Regions from separate parts of the Mus musculus genome. Here region 2 is linked to region 1. A link is a contact called in public Hi-C data. All regions are on one chromosome and are shown on one strand. Each heading gives the region's core, a stretch centred on a gene start, on an enhancer-like site or on the middle of the called end of the contact. The rest is flanking DNA. Distances are from core to core; before and after follow the strand shown. Region 1 has its middle 30 kb from the start of Veph1. Region 2 overlaps Rsrc1 (arginine/serine-rich coiled-coil 1).

Region 1 (3,992 bases), core at 912-3,411:
CAGTACTTTTGACAGAAAATATATAAGCCACATAGAATACAATTGTGCTATAGTGGACTTTCATAGGTTCATATTGACCATGAGCCCAAAACGTCTAGCCTTGTCTAAAACATGTTGTTGGAAGGGATAACTCCACTACTCTCAAACCTATCTTCAATTTTATATTTCCATTTTTATTAATAGTGTGCTTTAGTAGTATATTAAGCACTGCATATGATGTAAAATAATTTTCCTTGGTTGGAATTATTTTTATTGGAAATGGGTATTTTTGTCATACAATATTTTCTGATTAGTTCCCATCTCCCACCTCCTCCCAAAACCTCTCCAACTCACCACCCACCCAAATCCATACAATTTCTTCTTTTCTTTCATTAGAGAACTGACAAGCATATTAAAAGGGGGGAGAAAACTAATAATAAATGAAAATAAATGAACAAAGGGAAAAAAACAGAAAGAGCACAAGAGACAGACACACACATTTCACAGACACACAAAAATCATCAAAACATAAAAACAGAAACCACTGTATATAAGCAAATTACCTGTAAGGTAAAGAAGAAAAGGCCCAGACAAGGCATTTTGAGGGCAAAACTCTCCAAAAATACCATTGAGTTTGTTTTGTGTTGGCTCTCTACTGCTGAGTATGAGCCTGCCTTTAATTGTGGTACTTTAATTGTGTCTGGATTAAGGATGGGGGCTTGTGCCACTTCCCCTCCCATGGCTGAGATCCCACTTGGCTTAGACCTGTGCATTCTGTTGCAGACTGAGTTCATATCTGCATCAGTCCTGCTGTGCATAGAACAACTTGTTTCCTTGGCATCTTGCATCCCTACTGGCTCTTACAATCTTCCTGCCTTCTCTTCTGCAGAGTTCCCTGAGCCCTGAGGGAAGGTATTTGATGGAGGTATTCCATTTAGGACTGAGTGTTCCAAGCTCTCTTATTCTCTGCATATTATCCAGTTGTAGGTCTCTGTATTTGTTTGCTTGTGATTATTTTTAAAGTTATAACCTGGCTATTCCTACCTTAGATGATTCGAATCCTGAAAATGCCTATGATGTTGACAGTTTTGTCTTTTTAAATAGATTTAGCAAATGGGGTCTAAAGACCCTGCTTTGTTAGGATCCATGAGCACTCACATGGGTCTCGTTAAGAGCCCACCATCCTTGGCTTTCTGAGGAAATCCCTAGGGTTTTCTGACGCTTCATTCACACATTTCTACATTTCTACATGATGCTTCCTTTAAGATAAGTGTTTTGTAGTCAGAGATAGCATAGTATATATAGCTTCCTTTTCAAATGCACAAGACTAATACCTATGGCCTCAGCAGCAATGGGATCTAGAATAGCCAGCTAAGTATTGCCATTATCTTCTGTTTTGGCCTTGTCTAGGTTCACTCCTTGGCTTCTTTGTCTCCATCATGCTTTGTGTGTGTGTGTGTGTGTGTGTGTGTGTGTGTGTGTGTGTGTGTGTTCTCTGTCTATGTGCATGCATTCTCCTGTCTCCTCCATTTTCATAATCTAACCTCAAGGAAATGAAAAAAAAATAAGCCTTAAGGTTTCACTAGGATGACTGTTACTCAAATAAATATTGGTTTTGATATCATCCGAGCCCTGAGATACGGAATATGAAATTTCCAAATGGTTATTATTCAGATCAATCAGCAAAGAATGTGTCAACGCCTCTGTGGAGCCGCACAGCTCAATTAGCACACACAGTCTCTGCTCAGCGCTTCCCGGATGCAGCTCACATCAACCAGGACCCCGCACAAGCATCTCTGTAGTTAAGGCTATGTCACAGCGAATCAACAAAATATGCAGTTTGATCAGCACATTCTGAGAGCAGATCATTAAAATATGCAACCAGATCCCTCAAGTGCATGAAAAATTAACTAACAAGTTTTGTATCTTGATCAGTTTAATGAGCGAGAAGTCGCTGAACAAGAGTGTCAAATTGTACAGTCTGGCAAAAGGGCAGACGAGTGTCTTAGAACAGGGGGCAGGGCCAGAGCTAACATTTGTGGGTTTCAAAATAGCTATCCTGAAAAATTCAATGTCGAATAAAGCTGATTAACATTAAGGTGCTGTCCAGCCTGTGTCCAGCAGGATGTGATGCTATGTGGAGCCTTCTGATGCAAATGAAACATTGATTCTTCCTTTCAGGCTTCACTAGCTCTTAATAGACTCAGCCATGCAAGGGGAAGGCCCTGCCAGTGGCGTCATAGACACATGTGTCACTAAAAGACGATGGCAGCCTTCTGGAAATACCCAAACCATCTTAGCCTGAAAAGAATGAAGGGAAAAAAAGGATGAGGGGAAGGAAAGAAAGGCATCTTTAATCAAACGCTGTAAGAAATGCCCCATGCCACTGAGAAGGAATCGGGACTTAATAGACCAAGAATGCCCAAGCCAGAGAGTTGGCTAAAGAATATAAATCAATTACGTCCAAGTGGCAGATGATCACAGAGGAGAAGTGCAAATTGGATTGTCACAGAAGTCTGCTCTCCCCCTGTTATTGACAAGAGGTTGATGGGGAGGCAGACAGCCTACTCTGAACACAGTCACACATGCCCCAGTGACTTGGCCCATGTACAAACAGGGACTGACTACCATTCGGGTAGGTCTGCTCAGCTGCTGTATCTGAGCTGCCCGGCTGGCACTGCAGCTGTGGGAAGGCTGGGTTCCCAGGGCATAAATTCACCCACCTTTCAGAGGGAGCCCAGCAACAGAAAGATGGCAGTCCTAAACAAAGGGCAGTAAGCAAACCCCAAAGGGAGCGGTCTACAGACAAAAGGAGAGATTGGCAGGCCCATGAGCATCGAGGCTAGAGCTGGCTGCAGGCTGCCTTGCCATTCAGTAAGCCCTACTGGAGAGCAGGGGAACAGTTGGGTTTTTTGTTTTGCTTTGTTATTTATTTGAGGGAGGGGTGCCACTCTAAGTTCGATCAGATTTTTCTCAAGTGAAGTGAGAATGACTGTAGGTCAAATACAGTTTATGAAGAAATGTGACTTTTACGGATGTTCATAACACAATTCTATTTTCAGGAGTATTAGAAAAACCAGGAATAATGCATCATGCCCACAGTTTCATGAGTATTTCTTTAAGATTAAGATAATGAGAGCGAATCAAAGGAAAATTAAAGAAAAGGTGCTCTATATTTAGTAACACATATAGTGAATGCATTTGGTGAAATTTATAAAGGGGCTTTAAGTGGCAGCAGTTAAACTGAATGAAAACTCGAATATTTGGATCAGAAAAATCTCCTTCAGCTCAGACTATGAACCAATCCTGTGTGTGTGGATATTGAGATAGAAAATTTGAAGCAGAAAATGGAGTAATAAAGTATATACAGAGAGAGTGGCCATAAAAGAAAGGCCTGATATGTATCGTTCATTTCACTGTCATTTGTCCTGTAAGCTGGGAAAAGCTCACCAGCATAAGATCAGGAAAAGAAAGCATCCAAGGCTCAAGGATATCACTGTTTTCCAAGATTGATTGATTGATTGATTGATTTTGTATAAATGCACTGTACCTGTCGTCAAACACACAAGAAAAGGGCATCGGATCCCATTACAGATGGTTATGAGCCACCGTGTGGTTGCTAGGAATTGAGTTCAGGACCTCTGGAAGAGTATTCAGTGTTCTCAACAGCTGAGCTACCTCTCCAGCCCCCTTAAAAATTATTTGCACACTGTATTTTAGTGACACATCCTGTCACTCAATGCTGCCATCACTTCCAGACAGGGATTTCTGTGGCATCCTGCAAGACTCCACAAATCTCTTACTAATATCAGCAAGAAAGTGTGAGTTTTAAAAGCCACATTACACAAGCAAAGGGCCTGTCACTGGGATCATTACCTCAGCAAACACCAAGACACAAGATGAGAAACCTGGTCTAGCAAATGCTTTGTAGGTGCTAATACACCATCATGAAGTAGTGTTCAAATAGGAAAAGTTTGATTATTTTTGTAGCAAGATTTCATTATAAAGGATAC
Region 2 (3,632 bases), core at 402-2,901, 1.0 Mb before region 1:
TCAATTTAATTGTCTCATTAAACATTGCTTGGTAAGCCCTAGAGACAAAGGGAGAACAAACTAGAGAAGACCCTGTGCTTACTGGAGAGTTTCGTTGTTGAGTGAATTAATAGATTATAAACAAATATATAACAATAACCACATAATTATTAACCACAGAATATACTCACAAGAAATAAATAATCCCAGGCCTCCTGCTTACACAACAAATGTTTGATAGACGCAACCATCCCTTCATCCCAAATAAACTAGTGCTTAATGGTATGATTCATTCACTATTTTAGGATTTTATTTGATTCAAACTGAATTCATTTCACACTAAAGGAAGCTGGTCTGCATACATAAGAGAGACTTCTACTCTTATAGACAAAATGACCCTGAAGGCTGTATGTATTTCTGGGAGATCATCAAAGAAAAGCAGAGCAGACAGTCTTACAAAGTGAAAAAAGTCTGTGCCACAACCTGCTTCCAAATGAAGGCTTGCTTATCAATACGAAACCTAATAACCAATTATAGTCATGTGAATCACAATGTTAATTTTTATATATATTAAAAAGTCATTACATTTTATTTGGCGTTTTTCTTATATTTTGGAGGCAACATCACCCCTCCCATGCCATCCAGGTTTCAAACATTTGTATATTTCTGATCTACTGAGCCTAGAAGGTATACAGCCCTAGTGATGAAGTTATAATACACATTTATGAACCTGAGTTAGAGGTAGACCCAATATTCTGTGTGAGGGAAAGTGGGACACGCAGTCCAACAAGACTCAAGAACTCAACATTCCGTAGTCCACGCTGCCTCATAAAGTCTACTTGCTGCCATAGAGCTTAGGTGGGGGACGCTGACCACAAGCTGAACTGCCTTAAAAAGATGTGGAGGAGCTGTGGTTTCTCCCTCTTCAGTTACTCTCACCGTGCATTTCCTGTGTGCTTCCACAGTGTGTGCAGTGTACAAGCATGGAGGCTGGGGGACATCTGTCCTGCTCTAGCATGCTCGCCTTATTCCCGTGACAGGATCTCTCACTGAACCTGGAGCTGGTCCAGGAGGACCCAGTAACTTGTGTGAGCTCCACAGCACACATGTGATTACACTTGGCTTCTTTCTGTCATGCCCCTCACCCCCTGTGCTGGTATACAAACACATATCTTTACCCTTGCAAGAAAGAGCTCTTGCCTACTAAGCCATTTCTTCAGCCCAACATTAAAAAAAAGTATAAACTAAAAAGGGTAAATTAATTTGCAAATATGCAAATTAAAATTATCAAAAGTTAGGATTGGAGCATGGAAGTTTAAAATTTTGTGGCTGTAGAATCAATAGATGCTTCTCAGTTAAGTGATGGAAAATGTAAGAGAAAAATTTGGCTCAACCATAGAAACATCTCAGCACAGGACCACAGGACTTCTGCCTTTGTGCAATACTGCCACCTGGTGGTCCAACTGGAAAATGACTTTCCTAATCCTTCAATTAACAGAAATGCCCATGCTGCACATGGTTGTTGTTATTTTTTCATTAATTGATTAATTTATTCACTTTATATCTTGAGTGCAGCCCTACCACTCCTCCAAGTCTCCCCTCACAAGCCATTCCCTTTATCACCGCCCCCCCGCCCCCCCCCCCCCCCCCCGCCCGTACCAACCCACACTGGCACACCAAGTCACTGCACACTGCAGGACTAGACACATCCTCTCCCACTGGGGCTAGACAAGGTGGCCCAGTTAGGGCAACGGAATCCACAGCAGGCAACAGAGTCAGGGGTAGCCCTGGCTGCAGTTGTGGGGACCTGCATGAAGACCCAGCTACACATCTGCTACATATGTGGCACAGGATTATTTACTCTGCTTTTGAACACTGGGGGGATTATCTGCCAGACACAACAGTCTTAAGGCTAAACACTTGGTGCCAAGTTGATGTGGGACAACATCTTAAAACAAGCTATATCATAGCTTCTAAAGATAAGGATGCATCAAGGATCTATGCAGCGTTCTAACTCCTTGGGTAAGGGTTCAGCGTTACACTAGCTAGATCAGCATGCATTGTAGGATACCCAGAGTGTCTAGCATGCCATTGCTATGAGGCATTTTCTTCCCGGTGACAGTTCTCCAGCTTAATCCGCGGAAAGCGGCAATTGAAAAGGCAGCTAAGCATGGACAGCCTTCTTAGAGAAGTAGCTTTGCACTAAGTGCACACCACTATCCAGAGGACGAAGATCTGGGGAGCTGGGCCCTGGTGATTCAGTCCTCAGCAGAGGTAATCGTTGCTATGCAGTGAGGATAGCCCATCATGTCTTCCCAGGACCTGGATGAAATAGTACTCAGGATAATTTACTTCTCTTTGCTAAGTAATCTCCTCATAAATAATTCATCTTCTTAGGCATCCCGAGTCCTTGCCTTACACTGCAGACACAGACATTTCAGACTAGACAGCTACGCCACTTTCTAAGCTAATACATTGTCCCCCATTTTATACTTCAGTGGAGGCTAAATTTATTCTTGTTAGTCCGTCATTGCTCTTCTGATCTTTCTGAAGCATAGTTAGCAACAGCAGTCACGTGCTGGATGGCTAAGACTTTACTGTGTACTCAGAGGTGGGTGCCATCTCCTGAGGCTCTAGCATATTCTCCTGTTAAGAACAACTAATCCTCACCAGGTACACTTTCATGAAAGAAAACGTGAGTTAGAAATAAATGTAAAGAGAAACAAACCTAGAACCAGATAGGAAAGTATTGTAGAACAAAGCCCAGACTGTAGAGTAAGTAGTATTTCCACAAAAAGAAATCACTCTTCGATTATAAGAACATCCAAAAAGAACAGAGAATTCAGAATGAAGTTCAGAAAATAAATACAGTTGACACCAAACCCTCAAACACATTTTTGTTTTTAGGTAAATGAATTTATAGTATGCAAGAATAAGATACTAAGAAAAAATGGACCTGTCTCCATCTCATAGCTGTGGCTTTCAGGAGGTGTGACGAACTAGTACAAGTTCAATACTATAAATACTGAGGCAACACAGGGGCTGTGGATCATCCAAGGCCTGTCTGTACCTGACAAACATCACACACTCAACTCATTCTTTGGAATATTCTATCTTTAAATGTATTAGGTGATTTAAAATTCCAAATCTCTATTACCACCAGAAGTTGTATAGTTAGTGCTTAATCGTTTTGACATATCAGGTTAGTAAACACGAAAAAGCTTTTGTTTGAAAGACAGAAAGCTCCTTGTACTCTTAGTGAGAATTTAAATTGGTACAGTATTTTTGGAGGGTAATTTTTGAAACATTAAATAATGTAAACGTGAACAAGTAGCTTCATCTTATTAAAAACATGTAATATCCAGAATATAACTAGTTATAAATTTGATACCAGAAAAATAAATGACTATCATTAGTATGCTATATAACCTTACCACAGTTGCCCATGTATTAAACTTTAAAATAAATGTAAGCTACAGCTATTGTTTCACTATATCAATGCTACTAAAGGGTACAATGCATTTCCTAGAACATCTTTTCCTTCTAAGGAATGCAGTCTTCTTGATGAGTGAAAGAATAAGCAAAAAATTCAACAGAAATGAAATGGCATCAAAGCTCCTCTTTTCCGAAGCCGACTAAGTGACACACACCTG

Evidence for each region. A called contact is a pair of places that touch in the nucleus more often than the background predicts.
Region 2: a Hi-C map of ganglionic eminence shows a contact between it and region 1, with 3 times the contacts expected there. The contact joins two enhancer-like sites. A contact is called at or near these places in 4 of 39 promoter capture datasets (the 3T3-L1 cell line, the C10 cell line, hippocampal neurons and 1 more), 6 of 15 datasets of contacts at CTCF or cohesin (the NIH/3T3 cell line, embryonic stem cells, hippocampal excitatory neurons and 2 more), 172 of 484 Hi-C or Micro-C datasets (the 3T3-L1 cell line, 3T3-L1-derived adipocytes, the AML12 cell line and 91 more), 13 of 115 datasets of contacts at active chromatin or transcription factors (the NIH/3T3 cell line, PVALB interneurons, astrocytes and 9 more) and 2 of 9 other capture datasets (embryonic tail and embryonic trunk).

The regions. Positions count from the first base shown.
Region 1 is chr3:66,324,395-66,328,386 of GRCm38.p6, reverse strand. No RefSeq gene overlaps it. Among named protein-coding and RNA genes, the nearest start is that of Veph1, 30 kb to the right of the region's middle. Within about 2 kb of position 2,161, at least 36 of the 459 cell types and tissues checked have an H3K27ac peak or open chromatin away from gene starts, as enhancers often do. A contact at or near this core is called in ganglionic eminence, where this site is marked.
Region 2 is chr3:67,350,365-67,353,996 of GRCm38.p6, reverse strand. The region is part of intron 8 of Rsrc1 (arginine/serine-rich coiled-coil 1); the gene reads right to left. Among named protein-coding and RNA genes, the nearest start is that of Mlf1, 22 kb to the left of the region's middle. Within about 2 kb of position 1,651, at least 10 of the 459 cell types and tissues checked have an H3K27ac peak or open chromatin away from gene starts, as enhancers often do. A contact at or near this core is called in ganglionic eminence, where this site is marked.